Linked DNA regions of Mus musculus: region 2 is linked to region 1. A link is a contact called in public targeted proximity ligation data. All regions are on one chromosome and are shown on one strand. The core of a region is the stretch at or near the end of the contact, and the rest is flanking DNA. Distances in the headings are between cores, read along the strand shown. Region 1 holds the start of AW112010 (expressed sequence AW112010). Region 2 overlaps Ms4a20 (membrane-spanning 4-domains, subfamily A, member 20).

The links.
Region 2: a targeted proximity ligation map of memory CD8 T cells shows a contact between it and region 1, with 512 read pairs. A contact is called at or near these places in 1 of 39 promoter capture datasets (liver), 22 of 484 Hi-C or Micro-C datasets (CD8 T cells, CD8 central memory T cells, ECoMG-derived neutrophils and 16 more), 13 of 130 datasets of targeted methods (CD8 T cells, the SCID.adh cell line, bone marrow-derived dendritic cells and 7 more) and 4 of 9 other capture datasets (adipose tissue, bone marrow-derived macrophages, liver and 1 more).

The regions. Positions count from the first base shown.
Region 1 is chr19:11,045,294-11,052,287 of GRCm38.p6, reverse strand. It overlaps AW112010 (expressed sequence AW112010), which reads left to right and starts at 1,722. Exons shown (of 3, transcript NR_102366.1): 1 at 1,722-1,900; 2 at 3,896-4,009; 3 at 4,195-4,676.
Region 2 is chr19:11,103,378-11,109,785 of GRCm38.p6, reverse strand. It overlaps Ms4a20 (membrane-spanning 4-domains, subfamily A, member 20), which reads left to right. Exons shown (of 7, transcript NM_027058.1): 5 at 3,990-4,109. Among named protein-coding and RNA genes, the nearest start is that of Ms4a20, 24 kb to the left of the region's middle.

The DNA of each region.
Region 1 (6,994 bases), core at 473-2,972:
AGAATACAATGCTCTTCAGTGACGCTTGCAATAATGTCTTTTAATCAAAGTACTTCCAAAATTTTTCTTTTAAATAAAAGAGAGGGGAGGGGAGATCACAGTGTATAGATATGCATACTTTTCTCTTGTTCTGTCTTTTTTTACACTGGCTTCACTTGTGAACCTAGTGTTGGGGGAGGCAAAAATATTTCGCCTCCCCACCCTCACAACTGCTAAAAACTAATTCTCTTCTTACTAAATTTTTATTTTGGAAAATAGGGTTTTTTTTTTTCACTAAAGATGCTTATTTCTGCTGACATGAAATGTATAGCTTTAGCCTAACAACTAACAAATACATCTTAGTCATCTCTGCTTTCATTTATTCAGTGGTAAATATCAAAAAACGGAATCCTTATAAGCTCTTTCAGAGTCTTTAGTTGATTTCCTCCAAGTGCAAAGATGTCCCGAGTTCCTTGAGTTAGAATACACTCACCCTCTCAGAGCCCTAGGACACAGAGAATGGGTCTCCATTCTGGAGCCTCACAACCCAGTCTAAAAGCCCTTCACTCCTCCTCCTCAGAGGCAAGGGACCAAGATCAATGTTGAGTGACAGCTCTCTTGACCTGCCAGTCAACTTGATAACCTCCACCTATCTTCATTGTTGTGTTTTGTTTTGTTTTTTATTGCTCTGAAGAGACATATGACCAAGGCCACTGATTTTAATTAATTAACTTATTTATTAATTAATTAATTTGGAGGCCCACAGTTTCAGAGAGTTACAGTCTGCAATCATCATAATGGGAAGCAGGGCATCAAGCAGGCCGGCATGGCACTGGAGCGGTAGTTAAGAGTGTACTTCCTGCGGAGGAAGAAGAGAGGGGATCGGGGGAAGGGAGAGAGGGAATAAGAGAGAGAATGTGCACAGTGGGACACACCTCCTCCAGCAAAGCTACACCCCCTAATTCTTCCCAAACAGTTCCCAACCAGGAACCAAGCTTTTAATTTATGAGGTGGGGGGGTCTCACTCAAAGGACCACACCCTATGGAGAGCGGGGCCTTCTGTCTCTGCTGGGGATTGCCTCCTCTTCCTTATATTTCCATGTCACCTCTATTACTCCCAATCTGACCAGTCAGCTGGCTGTGCCAGCAGTGACTGCTTCCCTGTCACTACACAAGATCTTTCACAGACACTCTATGGGCTTTTTAGCAACGATAACAAGGTGGCACCAACAGGAGAGCTCATTAAACCTATTGTCCCTTGGTTCTGGAGGCAGGAAGTCTGAGTTCAGGGTGTCAGCAAGGCTCCATCCTTCAGGAGGACTGGGAGGAGAGTCTCCTCCAGGCTTCTCCTAGCCTCTGGCTTCTGGCAGTATAATAGTGAACTCTCCTTGTATTCACATCTGCTAATTCTTTAACCTACAACCCACGATGAAAATGCAAACACAGGAGATACACGCTTGAGTGTAATCCTGTGTCCTGCCTGAAACCACATCCTAGAGAGCCCTGAAGAATATCCACTGACCCATGTACTTGTGTTACTCTTACCAAAAAAAAAAAAAAAAAAAAATCAGCATTTGCTTTAAATCATTGAAATATCATATTATGTCTGCTTATTTCCATAGCCAAGGATGAAGCAGTTGTCTCAGGCAACACTGTACTGTGTTCCAAGCAAGGAATTTCCCAAGTGGGAAAAGGCTCTTGGGCTGTGTTTGCAGATCTTCCTGTTTGTTTGTGGGATAGGCCAACTAATTGTGTAAACTTCTCTCAGACTCGGGGTTTTTCAGTCCACTCCTGTTTAGCAAATAGTGCCCCAAAGCAATTCAAAGGGAAAGTGAAACTGACATTCTCAAACTTTATATAAAAAACCAAAGAGAAGATCAGCAGGAGTCTAGCAGACAACCTGAGCTGCAAGATGTCTCCCGTAAGTACCTCTTGATCTGTAAGGGGAAATCTATAGTGGGTAAGAAGGCCCATGGAAGGCCTCATCCCAGCTTACTGGAGAGAATGAGTGTCACCTTCTGTCTTTGAAAGCTTGCATTTAGTTTGTTATTATTTCTAAGTCTGTTTTTCCAGGAAGATATAGTTCTTGTGGGGTGGGTATCTCCTGTCTGACACCACAGAACTCAATTCTAAGCCTGGGATGTAGAGAGGAGACAGCACTAGGTAGGCATATGAAGGGCCAGCCAGGCGCTGCGGGAAATACACACACACACACACACACACACACACACACACACACACGCACACGGAAATATCTGGAAAGGACAAAGCAAAGGACTTAAGCGTAAGTTTCTCCTGGGTCCTCCTGTGTAAGTTCTTTCTGATTTTCTCCTCAGTTGTGGATCACTTCACTGACTTTTTCTCAACGTGCAGAGGCCTTAATTCCTTCCCCTTTTAAAATAGCTCTGTTCCAGCCCAGCAGACTTTTTAATGATCTAGCTTTCTCTAAAAGCTCAGAACAATGGCAGGAGTCTGTACCCTCTTCTGAAGATGAGGCACCCTGTATGTAGTTAGAATCTTCCTCTGCCCTAGAAAAAAACATTTGATACAGGCCCTGCTCTCTCCATGTTAGCTTTGCCTTCCCCCTCTAGCCTTTAACCATCTCACTTTTCTGACTGTTCTTGTCCATGACCTCACATCCTACTCTTACCCAGAGGAGCCTCTCTGTTTTGCTCCAGACTGCACCTAGAATTGTCAGGGTCAGAGTCCAGGCTCAAGCAATCCAGATTCATCTACCCAGTCCTTAATGGGCCAACTAAACAAATAAGAGTGGAAGGTAGAAAAAAATGAATTCATTGTGACTTCATTGAGAAGCAGAGCAAAGGGGTCCAGTGACTTGGCCCCACCTGGGCTTATCACTCAGTTTCTAACATGGAGTTTAAATAAAGAGCCAGAGGTATGCAAAGCGAAGAATTTCTTTTTTTTTTTTTTAATTTTTATTTTATTTTAATTAGGTATTTTCTTCATTTACACTTCCAATGCTATTCCAAAAGTCCCCCATACCCTCCCCCCCACACTCCCCTACCCACCCACTCCCTCTTCTTGGCCCTGGCGTTCCCCTGCACTGAGGCATATGAAGTTTGCAAGACCAATGGGCCTCTCTTTCTACTGATGGCCGACTAGGCCATCTTCTGATGCATATGCAGCTAGAGACATGAGCTCCGGGGGGGGGTACTGGTTAGTTCATATTGTTGTTCCACCTATAGGGTTGCAGACCTCTTTAGCTCCTTGGGTACTTTCTCTAGCTCCTCCATTGGGAGCCCTGTGATCCATCCAATAGCTGACTGTGAGCATCCACTTCTGTGTTTGCTAGGCCCCGGCATAGCCTCACAAGAGACAGCTACATCTGGGTCCTTTCAGCAAAATCTTGCTAGTGTGTACAATGGTGTCAACATTTGGAAGCTGATTATGGGATGGATCCCCGGGTATGGCAGTCTCTAGATGGTCCATCCTTTTGTCTCAGCTCCAAACTTTGTCTCTGTAACTCCTTCCATGGGTGTTTTTCCTAATCAAGTTGTGGTCTTACTCACCTTCACTGCCTCAGCTCCAGACCCTTCTGCAAAGTAGTCAGACTGTGGGCAGTCTCTTTCTGGAAGGTAACAGGCTCCCAGCCTTTTCCTTCTCCCAGTACAAAACACACCCTTAAGGCTTCCTGCCTCTCTCTGAGGAAATACCAAGGAGCTTACCTCAGCAATGGTTCTTCTTTCCTGAGGCACTGGCTGAAAGGGAGTAAAGTAACCATTCTTTTTCATCTACCCTGGAGACTCCCAAAGACTCAGAGAGACTTTTTACCCATGAACTTGAGAGAGAATGGGAGAATTACCAAAGCCATAAACATGGTCTATTGCAAAGCCACAGTTCAAACTCAGACATTTCAGGTCAGTATTCACGTCCTATTCATCTGATCTGCTTCCAGATCCCTCTGATATTTATCTTTGGTGGTGTGCTCATCATCTGCCTGATGCAACAATACCTGGCGTATAAGTCTTCTAAGAACGTCGTTAAAGTCTTCTGCCATCAAGCCAATGATGTGAGTGCTGGGGCTCTCTGGTGGGTGGAAATATGTTTGCTAAGAGGGTAGGTCTCTAGAAGGGACTTCCTGTTTTTGGCTTCCTGCCTAGAGTAAGGAGGAATCGCACAGTGTCTGAATCCTACAGGTTTGCACATCTTTTTTGCATCCTTATTACTAAGCCTTGCTGTCTCTATATTCCCTAGGTACATATATACCAGACCCAGGTCGTCATGACAAACACACTGGAAACCTCAAGTGGAAAAAGCCACCCACTGGGTCGTTCAGGAGAGATCCAGTCTTTAAAGAAGCAAAACTAGAGACCAAAATAAGTCCTCTTCCTTCTAGATGTGCATCATCTGCTTCTTCCTTCCCTAGAAGACTGAGGGAGCTATCTTTCACAGAGTGTATTCAGTGGTATACGTGGAGCTCAGAAGTAGACACTTGCCTTGCCTCTATTAGGACTTGATTGAACCCAAATACCACAAAATTCTTTCTCTCTGCTGAGAAAATGGAAATTTAAGATGGGAACCAAGCACTGTGTGGTCAACATCCATGAGCATGGTTTAATATACATACCATGTGCTTGTTTTTCTGCTTGTGAACTTGTGAGATAGAAAAACTCCCAAGTCATCCACTTTTACTTGTTATCATTCAGTCACATAATAAATTTCGATTGTGCACTTGATATGTGTGAGGCTCTACTCATAGAAGAGAAGTGGGGGATGGTGGGTGTTGTGATGCAGTCCTTGACTTACAGACACTTTTGGCTTCCACAGAGATACCATGTAGGCAATTTCCCCTTACACGCCACAGCATGAGGGAGAGAAAGAAGGGACACACTGATGCATGTGGCTTATTCTGTCTGGTGTTGGTACAAGTGAGGGATAGGGCAAATAAAGAGCCAGGCTGGTTAAGGGGGCAACATATCACTGTGTCATTTAAGGCTGCCAATAGGATCTTCCTTTTAATAAGGAGCCCAGCATTTGGAAGGGCTCTAGGGAGAGAAATGATCCAAGGGAACAGTTAAATGCTGTCCTTATAAAGTTTATGAGACAGCAGGACCACTGAAGCAGCACAGAAGATAAAGAACAAAAGTGTGAACTGCAGAACTATCTCCAGGAGAAGGGAGAGCAGTTTATGGGGGTTGTTTTGATTTGCTCCGTTTTGTTTTGTTTTGTTTTGTTTTGTTTTGTTTTGTTTTGTTTTGTTTTGTTTTGTTTTGTTTTGTTTTGTTTTGTGACAGGATTTCTCTGTGTAACAGCCCTGGCTGCCTTGGAACTTGCTTTGTAGACTCGGCTGACTTCGAACTCTGAGATCTGACGGCCTCTGCCTCCTGACTTAAAGGATGTTCTGCCATACTGGGCTTGAGAGTTTAGATTTTTATAGGATAGTTTAAGTTGGGTGGGAGCATGGTGGGAGAACATGAAGGGAAAGGGAAACTGCTGTAAACAAATGAACAAAAAGAACTTTCTTCAGCAGAAATTTTTATCTTGTCATGAAGAAAACAGGATGTAACTGCAGCCAGGGAAGCAGGCAGGTCTTCACCCCTCCCTCAGCTCCTTCCAAATCAATTCCCAGGTCTTATCTCTAGTTCTGTAGCAGACCACCTGCTGAAGGCTCCTTCCCCTACCTACCCCTTCTGAGTGGATCACACAGATCTTTCTCTAAATAAAGAAAATGGGCTACTTTTATACAGTGGAGTATTTTACTCAGCTGTTTTTTACAAGGACATGAAATTTGCAGGCAGATGGATGGAACTAGAAAAAAATAAATAATTTTTTTAAAAAAGATGTCCTGAGGAAGGTGATCCAGACCCAAAAAGACAAATATGGTATGTGTTGTAAGTATAAAAAGATAAAGAGATATAAGAATATGTCCTATGGGGGTGTGGTGAGGTATGGGGGAAGGAGGTGCCTTGTCGGGCCCATGCCAAGGTATCCCTTCCCCCGGAGGGACCAGCCACACAAGGGTACAGTATAGAATAGAGTTTATTCAGGGCATGGGGAGGGGAGTAAAGAGGGTAGTAGAGGCAGAGAAAGGCAGAGAGAGGGAGAGAGTAGAGAAGAAGAGGCCGGCCATGACCAAGTAAGGGGGCAAGAGGCAAGGGAGAGAGAGGGCAAGCAGCCCCTTTTATAGTGGGTCAGGCCTACCTGGCTGTTGCCAGGTAACTGTGGGGGTGGAGTCCAGACAGAATACCAACAGTATGCCTTCACTTATTAGTGACTATTAGCTGTTAATTAAATGATAATCAAGCTACAATTCACAGACCCAGAGAGGCTACGTAGCAAGGAGGGCTCTTTAGAGGTTGTGTGGACCTCCCTGGAAAGGGGAAATAGACTAGATTCTGCGGGTAGGCTGAGGGTGGTGAAGATGGGGATAGGAGGGATTGGGCTGGGGAAGAAGGATGAAGGGGAAAAATACAGGGAGAGAAGACAGGAACTGGAGAGCACTTGGCAGGGATGTGGGAACCTCATGTCGTGGAAACTATTGAAGACTCCTAGTAGTGGAGGACAGGAAACCTGAACTGTTCATCTTCTGTAACCAGGCCAGGCTTCCAGTAATGGGACTGTAATACCAACCCAGCCACAAAACCCTCAATCTACAATCTGTCCTGCCTGCAAGATGTGCTGGGGTAACAGAACTGGTGGGAGTGGCCAACTTGACACCCACACTATTAGACCCACACCATGTTTAACACTGCCTTGATGAGCAGGACCCTGAGGCCGGACAGCCCAGAGACCTAGGGTAGAACCAAACACGACTGGCAAAAAATTTTAATTAAATGATTCCTAGTGGTGTATTGTATTTATACATCGATGCCTAGCCTTCGCGCACAGAATCTGCACTTGGTTCTCCTTCAGTTGCTTACACTAGTTCAGCTGCTCCACCCCACTAGTCCAACTTCTTGGTGAAGGCCTTGTCGTCCATGGTGGCGAGCCATGCGTCCCTGCCGCCTTCCCTGAAGCTCTCCCTGGGCAGGACCACCGAGCCACAGAGCACTCA
Region 2 (6,408 bases), core at 531-3,030, 57 kb before region 1:
TTGTCTCTTGTGATTTTCTCAGCCCACTTCCTTATACAACCCAGGACCACCTGCTCAGGGGTGGCACTACCTGTCCTTAAGTGATCTGGTCCTACCCACATCAATCATTAATCCAGAGACTTGCCTACAGAAAATGTGACAAAAGCATATTTTTCACTTGAGATTCTTTCCCCCAGATAATTCTAGCTGGTGTCAAGTTGACAAAGAAAAGTGGGGAGGGGAGAGGACATGACATATGACTGTTAATAAAGAGGGTGAGAAAAAATAACCCATGGAAAGAGAACTATCATCTGTGGGTCTATAGAACATCATCAGAATACAAAAGAAGAAGGAGAAGAAGAGGAAGAAGAAGAAGAAGAAGAAGAAGAAGAAGAAGAAGAAGAAGAAGAAGAAGAAGAAGAAGAAAAGAAGAAGGAGGAGGAGAAGGAGAAGAAGAAGAAAAAGAAGAAGAAGAAGAAGAAGAAGGAGGAGGAGGAGGAGGAGGAGGAGGAGGAGGAGAAGGAGAAGGAGAAAGAAGGAGAAGGAGAAGAAGAAAAAGAAGAAGAAGAAGAAGAAGAAGAAGAAGGAAGAAGAAGAAGAAGAGAAGAAGAAGAAAAGAAGAAGAAGAAGAAGGAAGAAGAAGAAAAGAAGAAGAAGAAGAAGAAGAAGAAGAAGAAGAAGAAGAAGAAGAAGAAGAAGAAGAAGAAGAAGAAGAAGAAGAAGAGGAGGAGGAGGAGGAGAAGAAGAAGGAGGAGGAGGAGAAGGAGAAGTAGAAAGAAGGAGAAGGAGAAGAAGAAGAAAAAGAAGAAGAAGAAGAAGAAGAAGAAGAAGAAGAAGAAGAAGAAGAAAAGAAGAAGAAGAAGAAGAAGAAGAAGAAGAAGAAGAAGAAGAAGAAGAAGAAGAAGAAGAAGAAGAAGAAAAGAAGAAGAAGAAGAAAAGAAGAAGAAGAAGAAGAAGAAGAAGAAGAAGAAGAAGAAGAAGGAAGAAGAAGAAGAAGAAGAAGAAGAAGAAGAAGAAGAAGAAAGAAGAAGAAGAAGAAGAAGAAGAAGAAGAAGAAGAAGAAGAAGAAGAAAAGAAGAAGAAGAAGAAGAAGAAGAAGAAGAAGAAGAAGGAAGAAGGAAGAAGAAGAAGAAGAAGAAGAAGAAGAAGAAGAAGAAGAAGAAGAAGAAGAAGAAGAAGAAGAAGAAGAAGAAGAAGAAGAAGAAGAAAAGAAGAAGAAGAAGAAGAAGAAGAAGAAGAAGAAGAAGAAGAAGAAGAAGAAGAAGAAGAAGAAGAAGAAGAAGCAGCAGCAGCAATCAGAACACCCCAGTGGGGCACAGTGCCCTGCCCACTTCTGCTCGCCCATCATGGTTAGTCACAACTCTGGAAGCTCACATACATGGATTCTGGTTCTGAAGGTTCCCATGTTAGCTGTGCAACCCTGAGCAAAGTACTTTACTAACCTGAGCAAACACGGAGAACACTAGCAAGCTAAAAACTTCGTTCACACGCCTGTAAACCCAACACTTAGGAGGCAGTGGTAGGCAGATCTCTGTGGGTTTAAGGCCACTCTATTCTACAGACCACGTTCCAGAACAGCCAGAACTTCACGGAGAAAGTCTAAAACAAACTTTGCTCTCTCTTTCAGCTAAAGTTTTTTTTCCCCAAAGAGCAGAGGCCACTTTGCTGAGAAGAAGTTTGCCAACTATGATTGTGGGGAACCAGAGTCTGGTTTCCTTGCCTTTTTACCACCACCTAAGCAGTCACTGTTAACATCATGTTCCTTCCGAGTCTTTGTTCTAAGCTCGTAACCCCAAAGTATTGTGCAAGCATGTGTACACAGAGCTAAATATCTGGCGTTGCACTTCCAGAGCAGTAACTAACACAGTTGACCTCAAAACCTTGACAGTCCTCTTGAGATTTTGCTAGTTCCTGACTCAGTGCCAGCTCATATTCAGTTTCTGTTTCTGTGTGAAGGCTGGTTTTGTTGTGGCACAGCCATGGTAGCAGATAGAAGTAAATATGGCCCCTTGGCTGGTTTTCAAAAAATTCACCAAGCATGTTGCTTCTTTTTCCTGAAGCATGGTTGTGTATAGAGTCTAAGTGTCATTTCCAAGCCACAGTCTGCAGCCTTTGGTAAACCTAAACACCTCTGCCAGCCCCCTTCCTCTCCATACTACCTTAAGGAGCAAAGCCTACGTTTCTTTTCTATGCAAAGCCAGCCTGGTCCCTTCTCTGGAAGCAGCTGGCATCATTCCAGTGTTTTTATATTCACATAAGCTTACTACTTTTTATAAATATCTTCTTAGTGGAAGGAGTGAGTAAATATAATAGATGCCTGTTAGGATTTAGAGATGGTTTGGTTTGGTTTGGTTTGGTTTGGTTTGGTTTGGTTTGGTTTGGTTTGGTTTGGTTTGGTTTGGTTTGGCTTTTTGAGACAGGGTTTCTCTGTGTAGCTATGGCTGTCCTGAAATTCTCTTACAGACCAGGATGGCCTCGAACTCAGAGATCTGCCTGCCTCAGCCTCCCCAGTGCTGGGTTTAAAGATGTGCACTGGCACACCCGATAGGATTTAGATTCTTCATCCTTAGAAGAAGTGCTTCATTGGGCCAGCCATGGCCGCCCATGGATCGAACAGAGTGGGATTTCCTCCTGGTTTTCATAGCAGACGCTTAAAATTAAAACTAATTTCACTAAAACTTAAACTGACAAGGAAGGCACAAAGGAGATGACTTGGTGGTTTGTTAAAGCCCTTTGCTGAACTAACATGAGAGCAGAGTCCAGATATCTGAAACACATATAAAGGTCACCTGCCATTGCATCCTCAGAAGGCAGTGGATCCCCAAAACAAGCTGGATAGTAAGACTAACCAGATCAGTGGATTCTGGGCTTGACTGGGAGACTCTGCCTCAGTGAATAAGATGGACCTCAGGCCTTCTCATGCACACATTCATGCACAAGTACATGTATGTATACACACACACACACACACACATGCTTGTTTATGCGAGCATGAAAATGGGAGAAGAAATAAATGAATGAAGAAAGTCTTTAAAATAGGAAGAGAACTTCCTGCTACGCAACTTGAAATTCCTGTGTCCCTTTAAGTCCTTTGCTTTGATTTGCTGTTAAATCACTCCCTCTTCCCATGACCACAACTCATGGTTCAGCTCCTCCTCAATGAGACACCTTCCTTCATAGTCCATACAGTGTCCTTCGGGTCCCTTAAAAGAGTTTGGTGGCTTTTCAAGGGAAACTGGGACTTAAATACTGAAGTGGCACAAATAAGCCTGAAAATTCCTGAACTTGAAACCTGTTGATATCATGGCATTTATTAAAATTCATTACATAACAAACAGAATATAACTTTTCTCCCCCATTATCATTACTCTAAGGTTTCTTTTTTGTGTATGGAGGTGGTTTGTCTGCATATGTATCTGTGCATCATGTGAATATAGTGTCCTCAGAAGAGGGCACCAGATCCCCTGGCACTGGAGTTACAGACAGTTGTGAGCTGCTGTGTGGGTACTGAGAATTGATCCTGGATCCTCTGGAAGAGCAGTCAATGCTTTTAACCACTGAGTCATCTATCCAGTCCCTGTTGTAACCTTCTGACGCTTAGCACATTACAGACACTGTATATAATGACATCCTGACGAGCACGTGTACTGTGAAACGTGTTGTAAAATAAAAACTTTTTATGCTACTAACTTCTAGACAAGTTTGGAGTGAAGTTTTGATAGTAACCACACTTAATACACTTACAAAATGTTAGATTTTACAAGTTGTTTTTCGGACAAGAGAGTTAGAGAGATGGCTAAGTAGGTAGAATGGTCATTGCACAATCATGAAGACCTGAACTAAAATTCCCAGAACTAATGCAAGTCAGACACAGGACCACACCTGCAATCCTACTATGTCTAGGGTGAGATGAAAGATAGAGAATCCCCATGTATACACACACAGTAAATAGTGCTCTAAATCTGTTTATTCTATCCATGACTTCTTTTTATTTTTTTAATCTATTGCAGCATATGTTTGCAATTATAACAAACATCATAAGTATCTTCGTGGCTATATTTGGTTTAATTCTACTTGGATATGAATTTCCAATTTTTGAATCAATAGGAACTGAATACATTTGGTCAAATGTAAGTACCAATTTTAATAATAACTCAATAATAGTGTTAGATAGAACTGAAAAAAATATTACAAATGGCACACAATGAAATTGCTCTAAAATACGTATGGATAGAAGAACACTAGTTTGGAAATTGCTACGAAATCCTAGAAGTCATATAATTGTTGGGAAGGGCCAGAGAACTTGCCGAAGTAAATACCAAAAGTTATTATTATGGTATTATAATAAAATCACGTAGTATTTATACAAAGAAAAAAATCACCAGCTTGTAGCAGAAACAGTTGAGATAGAGGAAACCTGATGTGCATATCCAGACCCCCCAAAAAATAGTTTTTGAGAATTTCATACATGAGTACAGTATATTTACCTCATTCTATTCCACCTCTCCTCCTCTCCTTTCTCTTAGCTTCATGACCTCTTCTCCTGCAATCATTATTGTTTGTAAACTATTGAGTCCATTCAGTGTTACTCATGCATATATGTATTTAAGGCTGACCACTTGACGTTGGGTGACCTATCAGGAGTCTATCACTGAGTATTTGATTTGATTGATTTGATTTTCCCTCTCTCAGCACTGGTCACCTGTTGGGAGTTGGACTTGTGAAATTTCCTCCACCTCTACTGGCATGTCAGCTGGCATCATCATTTTACTGGCCTTTTTAGGCAGCTGTGTCATTGAGATTTCATGGGTGCAGCTTCCCTGTCATTTCTAGGATACACTGTCTCACAGCAGGGCTCTTCTCCTCCGGTTCCTACAACATATTGAGAGGATGAGGTCATATTAGTCAGTTTGGTGAAAATGAAACTTAAATAATACCAACTCAATCGGCTATCTATTTCAAAGATAATTTAAGTAGCCACATATTCTTGTTATGTAGAAAGGTAAGTCAGCAATAAATGCATAAGCATAAAATTATGAAAACCACCATTTAAAAGTTATGTATTAACTACATAAAGAAAGAAAACTAGGAAATGAAGAGATGGAAGCTTACACATTTCGAGTTGTAAAATATTTTAATTTTCCATGCGGTGTAGGCCGAGATAACAACATCGTCCCAGAGGGCTAGTAGGGTGGAGCCACTGTCCTGGAGGGCAAACAAGTTCCCCAGAGACAAGACACTGAGAATTATTTTCAGGCCTTTAAATCTACCAAACTGTAACTCCACTGGGTTGTGGGTGTGAATAGGCCCTGAGAGCTTCTCCTCCTTTTTAAATTTCCCACTTTGGGAGTATATCCTGTCTGCTCCATTTTGGATCTTGGCTGTGAATTACTTCTTTCTGGCTTCATGAGTCCACGAGGACAGAGAAATTTTGGTCCCTACTAAACCACAGTATAAGTCTTTCCTACAATTGATTTCAAGAAGGATTTAGTGCTTCTTGACTGTATGATATTTAGGGAGAGTTTGGACTCAGAATTGATGCTGTAATAACTTAAAATCAGAAAAGATGTTGAGATGAGGTGAATATGTTTTGCACATAGAAAGGACATCAGTTTGGAGGGGCTAGAAGCAAAATTATAGGTTGAGTTGTGTTTTTTAATATGTGCAAATGTGACTTTTATTAATGGAGTCATTACAGATATAATTAGTTAAGTTAAATTAAGGTCACAATGGAGAAGGGCTTATATGGAGAGACCATATTACTGGTACTCTTATAAGAAGGAAGGTTGGTGTCTGAGAAAGATGGCCATTTGAATATAAAGACACATGGAATAGTGCTGCTATAATTCAAGGGGCTTCCCAAATTTGAAGAGGGAAGTACCCTCCTTCTGAGCAACTAGGAGGAGCATGGTCCCACCAACACATTGATTTGTTACTATGAGACAGTTAATTTCTGTTTCAGAAAGCATTCATGAAATCGTTTCTATCACAACGTCCTTGAGAAACAAGTAGAGGAAGCCAGTGACTTGCTGCCTGCTTCTCTGGTGTTTAATTCCAATTGAAATTAGACACAAGAGTGAAAACAGCTGAGAAAAGACATGCAAAAAAAATGTCAGTTTCGTGGTTGGCTATCACCTTTGAAATCCTTGTTAATAAGTTTGGTAACACTGTCAGGGTTAGTATGGTTATAATGAAACACCATGGCCAAAGCAACTAGGGAAGAAAAGAATTTATTTGGCTTTTCCACATCACAGTTCATCATCAAAAGAAGTCAAAACAGAAACTCAATCATGGCAAGAACCTAGAAACAGAAGCTGAGACCTTGGAAGAGTGCTGCTTATTGTTCCTCATGGCTTGCTCAGACTGCTTTCTTATAGAACCCAGGACCACCTGCCCAGGGGTGGCCCACCCACAATGGATTGGGCCCTC